Regions from separate parts of the Oryctolagus cuniculus genome. Here region 1 is linked to region 2. The links are chromatin contacts, called in public Hi-C maps. All regions are on one chromosome and are shown on one strand. Each heading gives the region's core, a stretch centred on a gene start, on an enhancer-like site or on the middle of the called end of the contact. The rest is flanking DNA. Distances are from core to core; before and after follow the strand shown. Region 1 holds the start of TNS3 (tensin 3). Region 2 overlaps TNS3 (tensin 3).

The links. A called contact is a pair of places that touch in the nucleus more often than the background predicts.
Region 1: a Hi-C map of an unstated tissue shows a contact between it and region 2, with 3 times the contacts expected there. The contact joins the promoter of TNS3 here to the enhancer-like site in region 2. A contact is called at or near these places in 2 of 6 Hi-C or Micro-C datasets (psoas muscle and an unstated tissue).

Annotation. Positions count from the first base shown.
Region 1 is chr16:53,295,449-53,301,566 of mOryCun1.1, forward strand. TNS3 (tensin 3) reads right to left here and starts at 3,826. Exons shown (of 31, transcript XM_070059452.1): 1 at 3,673-3,826.
Region 2 is chr16:53,243,735-53,249,881 of mOryCun1.1, forward strand. All of the region lies in intron 3 of TNS3 (tensin 3), which reads right to left. Among named protein-coding and RNA genes, the nearest start is that of TNS3, 52 kb to the right of the region's middle. Within about 2 kb of position 2,952, at least 2 of the 8 cell types and tissues checked have an H3K27ac peak or open chromatin away from gene starts, as enhancers often do.

The sequences.
Region 1 (6,118 bases), core at 2,576-5,075, 53 kb after region 2:
CCCACCACACAGACATCAGGACCACCAGGGGCCTCCAAGCTCAGCTCCCCGTTCCCACCCGAAATAGTGGCCACGCGCCAGACGCTACTGAAGCCCAGGGCACAGGTAGAAAGCCAAGAGGCTGGACTGGCCCCAGGGCATCAATGTCCCAGCCCCGCGCTGCACCCCAGGAACGGCGCAGCTGTGCAGGGCCTGGGCGGATGCAGCCCACTCCCGGAACCTACACACTCGGGCATGCAAGGCAGGGGGACGCCCCCTTGGCATCGAGTTGCTGGCATTTGGTGATTTTGACTGACTCAGTGTTTTAAAAGCAGTGAGGGTTAAAAGAGACTCTGTTTTGATAGTAACCCTGTTGCTAACTGCGAGAAACAAGAAGTAGCTGTAGGTTAACCAAATGCCTGCTTAATTTGCCAAGTAACCAGAGCCCCTTGTGTTAGATGAACAGCAGTGGCCGCAAAGGACTCTGGGTAGACGGGGCTGGCTCTGCATCATCAGCTGATCCCCAAGCTCACCAGGGTCCTACAGGAAGCAGCCAGAGGTCTGGGGCTGGGCTGACCCATGGAGAGTTCCAGGCCAGACCCCGGCCACCCTCCCTGGCTCCTGCTGCACCAGGAGCCCCTCCCCCAGAAGCCCCGGGGAGCCACAGCCAGGCCTGGCAACCTGGACCTAAGGGTGCGGCTGACACATAGTCAGCAAGTGCTTCTGCCCGACCGTGGCTGGGATGGCAGGAAGGCTCGCTGCCTCCTAAGGGGCATGTGGCATTCCTACAAGCAACTCCTGCATGGAGTTGAGAGCAGGGGACAGGGGCTCCCCTGGACACGGTGCTCAGCCCCAGCGGCTGCTGCAGGGACAGGACAGGACACAGACACACGGAGCCAGGACTTCAGAGTTTGCGTAGTGACTACTCAGCCTTGCAGGTAGGAGCTGCGTTTGCCAGGAGGGCCAAACACCTTCCCCCCGGCCCCCACTCTCTGCCCTGTCCACCTCCTGCAACCTGTCCACCTCCTGCAGCCTGTCCACCTCCTGCAGCCTGTACCTCCGGCAGCCTGTACCTCCTGCAGCCTGTAGCACCTCCTGCAGCCTGTACCTCCGGCAGCCTGTTCACCTCCTGCAGCCTGTACCTCCGGCAGCCTGTACCTCCGGCAGCCTGTACCTCCGGCAGCCTGTAGCACCTCCGGCAGCCTGTACCTCCTGCAGCCTGTCCACCTCCTGCAGCCTGTCCACCTCCTGCAGCCTGTCCACCTCCTGCAGCCTGTACCTCCGGCAGCCTGTACCTCCTGCAACCTGTAGCACCTCCTGCAGCCTGTACCTCCTGCAGCCTGTAGCACCTCCTGCAGCCTGTACCTCCTGCAGCCTGTCCACCTCCTGCAACCTGTAGCACCTCCTGCAGCCTGTACCTCCTGCAACCTGTAGCACCTCCGGCAGCCTGTACCTCCAGCAGCCTGTAGCACCTCCTGCAGCCTGTACCTCCTGCAGCCTGTACCTCTGGCAGCCTGTACCTCCTCCAGCCTGTCCACCTCCTGCAGCCTGTACCTCCTGCAGCCTGTCCACCTTCTGCAGCCTGTAGCACCTCCTGCAGCCTGTGGCACCTCCTGCAGCCTGTAGCATGCTCTGGGCTCACACCCTCCAGTGGGGGTTCCATCAGCAAGCAGCTCAGCTTCAGAACATTGCGGGGCAGTCTGGGACAGGCAGCCGACCTGCCCTGGGAGCTGCAGTTCCTAAGGCTGCTCTTCCTACTTTCTTCAAATAATTCAACTGCAGCTGTTGATAGCTTCAACAACCTCCACTGAGGAACTGCTGTCCAGACACGTGCTAGGAGCCCACCTACAGCCAGACGCACATTGGGAGCCCACCTACAGCTGGACATGCATTAAGGCCCCCACCTACAGTCGGATACACACTAGGAGTCCACCTACAGCCAGATGCACATTGGGAGCCCATCTACAGCCAGATACACATTAAGGCCCCACCTACAGCCAGACACACATCGGGAGTCCACCTACAGCCGGACATACATTAAGATCCCACCCTACAGCCGGACACTCATTAAGGCCCTCACCTACAGTCAGATACACGCTAGGAGTCCACCTACAGTCAGACACACATCATGATCCCATCTACAGACAGGTCAGATCAGTATCTGACCTACAGTCAGACACACATCAGGAACCCACCTACAGGCAGACACACATCATGATCCCGTCTACAGACACGCATCGGGAGCCCACCTACAGCCGGACACGCACTAGGAGCCCACCTACAGACATGCATCCACAGCCAGGGGCAGGCTCCCAGGCGGCACCACCGCCACCAGGGTTCACCGCCTCGGGCCACTTCCATCTGTCAAGTGGGGCAGTAACCCTGCTCCCTGCAAGGCTGAAAGGAAATGGACCGGCTGGTACCTGCGCTCCTCTCCAGCTCTGCTGCTGGCCTCCGGTCCAGGGTCTGGGCTCTGGCCTCCGGCCAGCCCTCCCAGGCAGCTCCCCGCGGAGAGCCCGTGCGCACAGCTCCCTGGGTTCTGGCCGTGCCCCTCCACCCTCCAGCTGCGGCCACTCCCCCACCCCTCCCGGGCTCTCAAGGCCTCCGCACAGAGAAGCCTTTCTTAATACTTGTTGATTGATTTGCAAATATAACCGGGCAGGCCCCAAAGAGAGGAACCAGAACACGAGGGTGCACAACCCTCCTTGCGCAGGGAAAGCACGCAGGAAGCGCCTTAGCCGGATTCGTGCGGGGAGGGAGGGGCCCCGTGGCTGCAAGGGCTCCTCCAGCCCCACTTTCCTGTGTTCCGGTTCAAGCAGGGAGACCCGGGGAACGTGTGCGCTGGGGGTCACCTTCTGCTTTTCAGCACTGCTGGAGTTTCGGTCACCAGAGGGCACCCCCCAGGGAGCGCGGGGAAGCCCCCTTCGCTTCCCGCCTCCCAGTCTGCAGGCACATCCAGGGTCAGGCCGGCCTGCAGCGCTCGGAGACCCCACGGGCGCCGGGACCCTCCCCCTCCTACCGCCGGTCCGCGCAGACTGGCGTGCCAGGCGGCACGTGCCACAGGTGGCCCCTGCCCAGAGCTCCGCCAGGCCCCCCGCCTTCGGGGGGAGGCAGAGGGGCTCGAGGGGCCCCCTGCCTCTCGCGCCGCAAAGGAAAGAGAAACGCAACAAGGCGCCCTCCCAGAACAAGCAGAAGATGGAGTTTGCCCACGGCGGGCGGCCCCGGGCTCTGCTCTCTGGCGCGGAGTCTCGGACGCGTCCCAGGGAGCGAAGTCCGCCCGGCCGCGACCGAGACAGCGCCGCTCCGGCCTCCACCCGCCGTCCCGCGCGCCCCTGCGCCGCCGGCTCCGTCGCAGACCCCAGCCTGTCCGGTCCGCGCCCCCGGTCCCCGGTCCCCGGACCCCGGACCCCAGCCTGGCCGGTCCGCGCCCCAGCGCGTTTCCCGGGACCCCGGCAGAGCCGCACAGTGGCCCCACGCGCCCCCAGCCCGGGTCTCCGCGCGCCTTGGCCTCAGTCCTCCCGAGCCCCTGTCCCGGCGCCCTGAGTCCCCGTCCCCCGCGCAGCCGGAGCCCCTGTCCCCGCACGCGCCGAGCCCGAGTCCCTGCGCCCCAGGCGCAGACACCCGCGCTGGGCCCAAAACAAAGAGGGCGGCGGCGCGTGGCCGCGTACCCCGCTTCCTCCCGGCCCCCAGTACCTGGGCGAGCCCGCGGCGCGGTCCGGCGGAGCGATGGCCGGCAGCGAGGCTGGGCGCCGAGCAGCGCGCGGGCGGGCCCGTCCTCCTGGCTGGCGGCCGGCGCCCGCGCCAGGGCCCCCTCGAGGCGGCGCGGGCAATCGCCGCGGCCCGGGCCCGGGGCCCAGCGGTCACCTGGCCTCATCGCCGCAACAAAGCCGCGCGCCTGCACTCGCGGGGCCCCTGCTCTGCCGGTGCGCCCCTGGGACTTCTCCCTGGAGCCGGCCCGGGCTCCGAGGGTGCCGCGGGCTTGGGGGTGCGAGAACACCCCGGGAGCGGGTTCGAGTTCCAGGCCCTGCATAGCATGGGTGTTTATCGCGCCCGCGGGAGCAGGGTCTGCCTGTCCTCCTGCAGCTTAGAGTCTCCCTGGGGCCGGGCACACAGGGCGGAACAGCCCGGGCGGAGGTCCCAGCTAAGGAAGGGGGCGTCAGGGAGGACTGGGGAGGTCACCCCACTTCTCAGAACAAGCAGGGACAACTGTGCAGGACTCCGGGGGCCAGAAGCCAGCAAGGTCGGAGGTGCCAGCAGAGGAATTCTCGCGGGACACACTGCCATGCATTGGCCACCCCCAAGACCGGGTGCTCCAGCACTCAGCCACTCAGCCTCACTTTCACCCTTTGTGAGGAGTGGGGGGCGGATGGCTCTGGTAGGTCCCTGTGCAACACGCATGCTCTTCTGGGGAAATCAGAGGTCAGCGATCACCAAGAGAGGTCCATCCACGTCCCGTCCTATAGACACCAGCACCCCCTGCTACCTGGGGGGCGTCTCCGGGAGGGCACCCCTCACCCCACCTCCTGCAGTAGAGGGCCAAGGATGGCACCTGCCACCTGCAGCACATGGCCCGGGGCTCCTGCCTGGAGCAGGCCGAGCAGAGGCCAAGTCAGACACAGAACACCCTAACCCCCACCCCACCCCACAGGCCTGGGGGTCCCCCCTGCTCCTCTGCCCCTGCGCAAGGGATGGTGGAGAAACAGAGCGAGGTAAACCATCCTTGGAAGCGCAGTTTGGAAAGGGCCCCCCCCCCCCCGGGGGACCGGCAGCCAACCGCCCCTCCACCGTGAGAACACCCAGCCCGCCAGGCTCGGTCCCTTCACCCCCCTCAAGGAGGGGTGGCAAGTGCTGCTTGGGGGAGCTGGAGAGGGCGACCACGTCCCTGCCCCACAGCCAGGGCCAGCGTCCCGTTCTTGGAGCCCCAGGCCGGGGAGTGAGGCCAGCACTTTCCCCACCTTCTAGGAGACCCCAGCCCAAGAGGGCAGAGGTGGGGCAGGGGGTGGTAGGGGAGAGGCAGTGGGCGAGCGGGGAGGTGTCAGAAGCAGCTGGCCCTTCCGGGCACTAAACCCTTAGGCCCGATAAGGAAAGAGGCCGAAGCCCTGGATCTTGCCCAAGGTCAGTGTGCTGGTCAGAGGCGGAACACGATAAGGACCAGGCCATCTGGCCTCCTGGGGACTCTCAGCTTCCTTCCTCCGCCCACTGTCTCTGCACAGCTGCGCCCGGTCCTCTGTGTGAATGTCCCTTCCACTTGGCCACAGAGCGTCACGCCCGAGGCTGTCGGTGCCCACGTCCTTGGTCACTGGATGTGCTGGGAGCTCCGATGCTACACGTGTGCTCACACGAGGGCGACCTTCCGGACTTCCTACCCGCCGCCGAGCCAGCGACCCCAGCAACCAACCCGCAGCCCCTCCGGGTCAGCCAGGGGGAGGAGGGCCTGGCTTCTGGCACAGCAGCGACTTGGACTCCCACTCCCGTGGGATCTGCCTTGACTTGGACTCCCACTCCCGTGAGATCTGCCTTGACTTGGACTCCCACTCCCGTGAGATCTGCCTTGACTTGGACTCCCACTCCCGTGGGATCTGCCTTGACTTGGACTCCCACTCCTGTGGGATCTGCCTTGACACACCCAGGCTGTGTCCCCAGAGAGGAGAAGAGCCGGACCCCGTCCTCCTGTTAGCCTGGGCGAGGGTATCGCCTTCCGGACACCGTGTCTGGCCCCTCCTGGAACTCAGCTCCCCGGCGCCTCCCCACTTCACAGGCGCAACTTTGAGCTTCCAAGAACTTGAACAGAAACAGGGCACAAGCAATTATCTGAAAACGAGAACGTGCATTTTTCCATCCTTAGCCATCCAAAAATATCTCAAACTCGAAAACAGGAGCCTCAGACCAATTTCGCTGGAGAAAAAGTCTCCCTATGCCCAGAGCGGGCCCCTCTCAACCCTCCAGTGGGGGCAGGGCTGGCGGGGCAAGAACCCCTCACCGCCTCTCTCCCCTGAGCCCGTCTCCCCAGGGTCATTCTTGCTTCTCCCCAGTGGGAGTTCTGGAAGCTTCTCTGGAAGCCGGTCAGTGCCAGGAGACTGTCTCTGCTGTGGGACAAGTGTGGTCATTCCGTGCCCCCAGAGGACCAGGGAGGGTCCTC
Region 2 (6,147 bases), core at 1,702-4,201:
TGGAGGGAGGGGGTTCTGCCCCAGGTCACCTGGACACTCGAGGGAGGGGGGGTTCTGTCCCAGGTCACCTGGACACTCTGGAGGGAGAGGGGTTCTTCCCCAGGTCACCTGGACACTCTGGAGGGAGGGGGGTTCTGCCCCAGGTCACCTGGACACTCTGGAGGGAGGGGGGTTCTGTCCCAGGTCACCTGGACACTCTGGAGGGAGGGGGGGTTCTGCCCCAGGTCACCTGGACACTCTGGAGGGAGGGGGGTTCTGTCCCAGGTCACCTGGACACTCTGGAGGGAGGGGGGTTCTGTCCCAGGTCACCTGGACACTCTGGAGGGAGGGGGGGTTCTGTCCCAGGTCACCTGGACACTCTGGAGGGAGGGGGGGTTCTGTCCCAGGTCACCTGGACACTCTGGAGGGAGGGGGGTTCTGTCCCAGGTCACCTGGACACTCTGGAGGGAGGGGGATTCTGTCTCAGGTCACCTGAACACTCTGGAGGGAGGGGGGTTCTGTCCCAGGTCACCTGGACAGCCTGGGGGGGGTTCTGTCCCAGGATGTGGAGTGTGTGGGCACCCCTGCCCCCCCACAGGCTGGGCTGGCTCTTGCTCAGGATGATATCGGTTCAAAACCAGTGACAACAGTGATGAAAATGCAACCAGTCAGTGCTGTGGCATAGCGGGTACGACCAACGCCTGCAGTACTGGCATCCCATATGGGCTGCTCCACTTCCGATCCAGCTCTCTGCTAAGGGCCTGGGAAAGCAGTAGAAGGTGGCCTAAGTCCTTGGGCCCCTGCACCTGTGTGGGAGACTCAGAGGAAGCTCCTGGCTTTGGATCGGTGCAGCTCTGGCCAGTTAAGGAGTGAACCAACGGATGGAAGACCTCTCTCTCTCTCTCTCTCTCTCTCTCTCTCTCTCTCTGCCTCTCCTTCTCTCTGTGTAACTCTGACTTGCAAATAAATAAATAAACCTTTTAAAAAAAGAAAGAAAATGCATCCAATACACACACAGAGGATTCCAACAAATCCAGGGACCCCCAGCAGGTGGCAGGGAGGGGAAGTGCAGCCTCAGGCGCAGGTCCCACTGTCCCACAGCCACACGGGGCCTGGGCTGGGGGCAGCTGGAGCCCTAGCGTCACTGCACGAGGTGGAGGTGGCAGCTCGCCTTCGCTTTCTCTTGATGGACACGACTCCTCCAGAGGCCACGGGGACACCTCTGTCTGCAAAGTCCCCAGACCCGCCCCAGTCGCTGGGCTGGGGGAAGTATGCACGAAGCCCACGCAAGCTCAGGCACGGTCCGGCCATGGTGCCCGTCCCTGCACGGCCACAGTCTGGAGGGTGGTGGGAGGGGCCTTTCCACAGGGCGTTCCGTGGACTCTCACCACTTTCACTTCCACTCACCAACAGGACAGCACCCACGGCAGGACCGGGAGAAGGAAAAGCCCTGAGCTGCCCTGTGACCACGAGCACCATTCATGACCGGCGGGGAGGGGCAGGCTCCAAGACGCCGGGAGTGCCACAAGAGGCGCCCGTCTGCGTGGACGTCGGAATCAGCTCTGGCCGTCCGCCCACGTGGCTCCAAGCCCGCCCACATGGCTCCAAGCCCGCTCACGGTCCCAAGGCCAAGGTGTCGGCAGGCTGAATTCTCCCTGCATCCTCACCCGGCCGCCCCCTGTGTGCCTGTGTCCTCAGCGCCGCCCCCTGCTGTCTCCTTGTCCTCGGGATCCGTGTCCTACTTCCTCTTCTGAGCACACAGTCGCTCGGGATCAGAGCCCCCTGGTGACCTGGTATTACCTGTGTTACCTGTTAAAACAGCCTGCTCCCGGTACAGCCCGTCCTGAGGTTGAAGGGTGAGGGGGAATGTGGGGAGACGGCGACAGCTCAGCCCTGACACCTGCAAGCAAATGTCTGCAGGATCGCTGACCACGTGGAACATTCCGGAACACCAGCACAGCTGGGTCCTCCAGGTGGCCCCGGAGGGCTGCAGATGTGAGGAAGGCAGTGAGCCTCCTCTAAGTGGCACAGCCAATTACCTCCCTGCTTGGGACATCCGCATGCCACATCAGAGCACCCATCCAGGCCCGGCACCCTGGGAGGCAGCAGGTGAAGGCCAAGGGCTCGGGTCCCTGCCACCCACGTGGGAGATCCGGACGGAGCCGCCAGCCCCTGGCGTGGGCCAGGCCCAGCCCCAGCTGCTGCAGGCATCTGGGGAGTGAACCAGACAATGGAGATCCTTTCTCTGCGTCACTCTGCCTTTCAAACAGACACACACACACATACCAACAAAACGCCTGCTGCTAAAATGGGCCAGAGGGTGGGGGTCGGGCTCTCTCCTCACCACCAACAAAGGGTCCACGCGGAGCACACAGCACGGAGCACAGACACCGACTCCGGCCGTGCCCCCGCGCCCCGCTGTCAGGCCTGACCCAGCCGCACTCCTCCAGCAGCTCGGCCGGCGCACTCGGCATGGAAGCCCAGCCGGGCCTGCCCTGATTCCCATGAGAACCCCCACCACCAGCCAGGGGCGTGCAAGGACGCGGCCGAGCAGCAGGGGGGAGGTCCCGCCTGTGTTTCTCCTCAAGCGGAAGGGCAGGCTGGGGGCAGAGCCGCGAGAGCAGATGAGCGGCCGCCCCCGGGCTCTCGGCTCTCAGCCTGGCTGCTCGCCTCCCGCTTCCTCTCCCGGCCCCGCGCTGTGATTCCAGCACACGCCAGGAAGAGACAAGACAGGGCCCCGCACCCCCGCATTCCTCGGGTTGTGCCCCAACTCAACTCCCCTCCCTCGACGGAGGCCCAGGGCCCACGAGGGAGGCCTGGCTCTCCCGTGGCTCCAGGCAGATATGTGGGGGCTTCAAGGGAACACAGGAGAACAGATCAGCACCACCCACACCGCATCACGAGCCAACCGCAAGGCCAGCGCCGGACAAGGCCTGTGATTCCCCGGGTCTCGGATGCCCCCGGGGACCCCTGCCCACTGCTTCCACCCAGCCAGGGACCTGCACGTGCTCAGTAACAGGCACACATCCCTGCGGCCTGGCCAGCTCGCCAGCCTGGGCCCGCAGATCCGTGGTGGCCAGACACCCGCTGCCCAGCGGAGGAGGCTGAGCCCCATGGAGGGACAGGCGCTGACCCGGAGCCCCAGCCCCTCGGGCCGGCCCTTCCCACTCTGCTCTGTCTGATCAAGCAGAGGAACCAGGAGGCCACGGGTGCCTGCCAGTGCTGGCTGCTCGCCTGTGAAAGTTCCGGAAGCTCATGAGCCCGACGTAGCGAGAGGACACGAGAGGCGGTCATCTCGTTTACTTTTCCTCCAGTCCTCTCCCACCGGGAAAATCCCTGCCTGGACTCGGGCCCTCCGGGGGCCGCACGCCGTGCCCTGGCAATGCCCGAGGCCCTGCGAGCTGGAGGAGCCGCATCTGAGCCGTGTGGACGGACTGTTGGTGGGCCCAGGGAACACCCCTGCACACCACGGGGGCTCCCACCACAAGGGGGCGTCCGACCCCTCCTCCCGGAGCTGGGCTGGGCCTCGCGTGCCCTGGGATGCACTGAGACAGGGATTAGAGCCCCCCTCGGTGGCTGGCCGCAGGGAGCTGCCTCGAGGATCCTGTCCATGGGCCCAGCTGCCACGCTGCATAGACGCCAGAGTGGCCATGAGGTCAGGCCCAGGCCCCCAGGAGCCAGCGCCAAGTGACCGAAAGCGCCGTGCAGGCGTCCGGCACCGTCCAGCCACTGCACCCTGCTCCTCCCCTCCGCCTCCCTACATCTCCCCAGGGGGCAGGAGCAGGAACCCACGTCCTCTGAAGGGACCAGGCTGGGGGGGGCCCACCTGGCTGTGCTCTGGGGCTGGCCACCATGGCTGCAGCAGCCCTGGACGAGGCTCACAGACCTCCTCCCTGGACGGGGAGCCAGGCTGGGCCGGGCAGGGGCAAATGCAGGATGCTGCGGGTGGGCAGAGAGAAGGGTAGCTGGCCAGGTGAGAGCACATGGAGCCGGCCAGCAGGAGGCCACGCAGCTCTGGCCGGAGCCAGCAGTCCTGAGCGGGGAGTGCTTTGGTTGCACCCTCAGGAAATCAAGAACCCGGCTGCTCTGCCTGCAGCCACAGAACGGCTTCCAGGCCAGGCAGGGTTGCATCAGAACCCAGAAAACGCAGCCTACCTTCCCCCTGTTTAACAGCTCACAAATGAAATCTACGCTCGCCAGCGGCAGGCAAGGGCCCGCGGCACAGCTCGGCGGCTGCGAGAACCCCAGCTGCAGGGAGAATCGGCTTCCAGCACCAGAAACTGCAGGTGGCTCCCCCGGCGCCGAAGGTCACTGTGGCAAACCAACCAGACGCTCGGCACACTGCACGGCAGCTGCCTCCAGTGCTTGGAAGCCCAGCGGCTGGGCTCTCGCTCCCGTTGTACAGCCGAGGAAACAGGCCAGGGTCAGCTGCCCTGCACAGGCAGAGCCCAAGCCCAGACCCAGGTCTGCCCCTCACCCCTCGGACGCAGCAGGACTCCCAGGAGGAGGCCGGAAGAAAGGAAGCAATCTCCGGCCAACAGAGGGCAAGGCGGGCGGGGCACTCCACCAGGGCCTGCTCACGTGTGGGTGGTGTGTGCCCCCGCAGCCGGGCCTGGGCTTCTGCACCCTGCTCCCTGCAGAGCTGGCTCCTGCTGGCTGCATGGCCCGGTCAGGACAAGCACCCACATGTTGCTCTTGGCACAAAAGTGGCATCTGGCTGGAACTCGGGGTCCTCGCAGCTCTGGGTGCCTCATTCCGTCCTGGCAGGCGGCAGCGTGAGGTCGGACGGCATCTCCCCTCCTTCCTGACCTGGCCAGGGGCACGTCCTATCAGCACACACGTGTGCTCCCTGCACCTGCTGCTCCACGCTGGAGGTCTGGGGGGCAGAATCCGTCTGGAGTCTGGGACCAAAGTGGACTTCCGAAGGCTCCGCCAAAGCCCACGTCACGGCAGACACCCAATGACACCGCGAGGGGGTCAGAGACCCAGGGACAGTGCCACGAAAGGCCCACATCTTACAGATCCTGGCCCGAGCCATGAGCGGGACTCAGGGGCCAGGGTCTCCCGCTCAGGAGAAGACCACCCCTGCTAAGCAGGCGTGGCCGCCAGTGAGGGGGGTACCAGGGGGTGCAGAGACACGGTGGGCACGCGTGGAGGCATGTGTATCTGCCCCACCCCAATGCGGATCCGAGGAAAACAGGCACCTGACTTGTAGCTGACAGTCTTTCCATAGACGGTGTCATTCCCATGGGAATCTGGGGGTGGGACTGGGAGAGCCCACACAAATAGAGCTGACTCGCAGGCTGCACCAGAGACCCAATCACGAAGCCGGTCAAGCCACCACCGTGCTGCCCACGGTGCCTCCCCAGCCGGGCCCCCACAAAGCCCTCCCAAGGCGGAGCAAGGGACGGTCCCACCCAAGAGAATCCCAGAGCTGCCATGGCTGCTGCCACCTGGCCTGCGTGCCTCCTCACGGGACAGGGACCAGTCCTGCAGGCCACTCCAGGTCCAGGACAGCCGCAAAGACCCCGCCAGGGCTCCCGTTCAGGCCCCAGACCCGGCTCAGTGTCTAGCCATCAACTACAGCACAGAGAATGACTGAATACACAAGGACTGTGCTCCCAGACCCCACCCTCGGGAGCGCACCTGCAGCAAGGTACACGGGCCAGAAAGAGCAGCGAGGACTGCCCGCCAGCAGGTGCATCCTTCCGGAAGATGGACAAAAGCTCTCCCAAGAGAGCAGCACTCAGAGGCTTCGTGGTTCCCCTGAAACCAGGGACAACTTCCAAGGCAAAGGGTACGACGTGCAACAGCCAAGGTGGCCCTCAGTAGCCGAGTGACCAATCGCGGGACACGGCCAGGCTAAAGAGCAGGGGTCCGGCACCCCCCCCCCACAGAACTCAGAAGCGCGCCCCGAGCGAGAGACACCACAGACCGCAGGGCCGCGGCTCCCTGAGCTCTCGGAAAGCCAAAGCTACGGAGACGGCCGACAGGGCTGGGGTGGCCGGGCCCGGGAGGGGGACGCGGGCAGGGAAGCCCTGTAGTTCCGCATTTGCCCCAGCCCACAGACGGCACGGAACCCGTGTGATGTGAGCTAGGGACTGGCATGACGCGCACATGTCACCGTGGCTTCGTCAGGTGTGACAAGTGCCCCACTCTGCTGGGGGA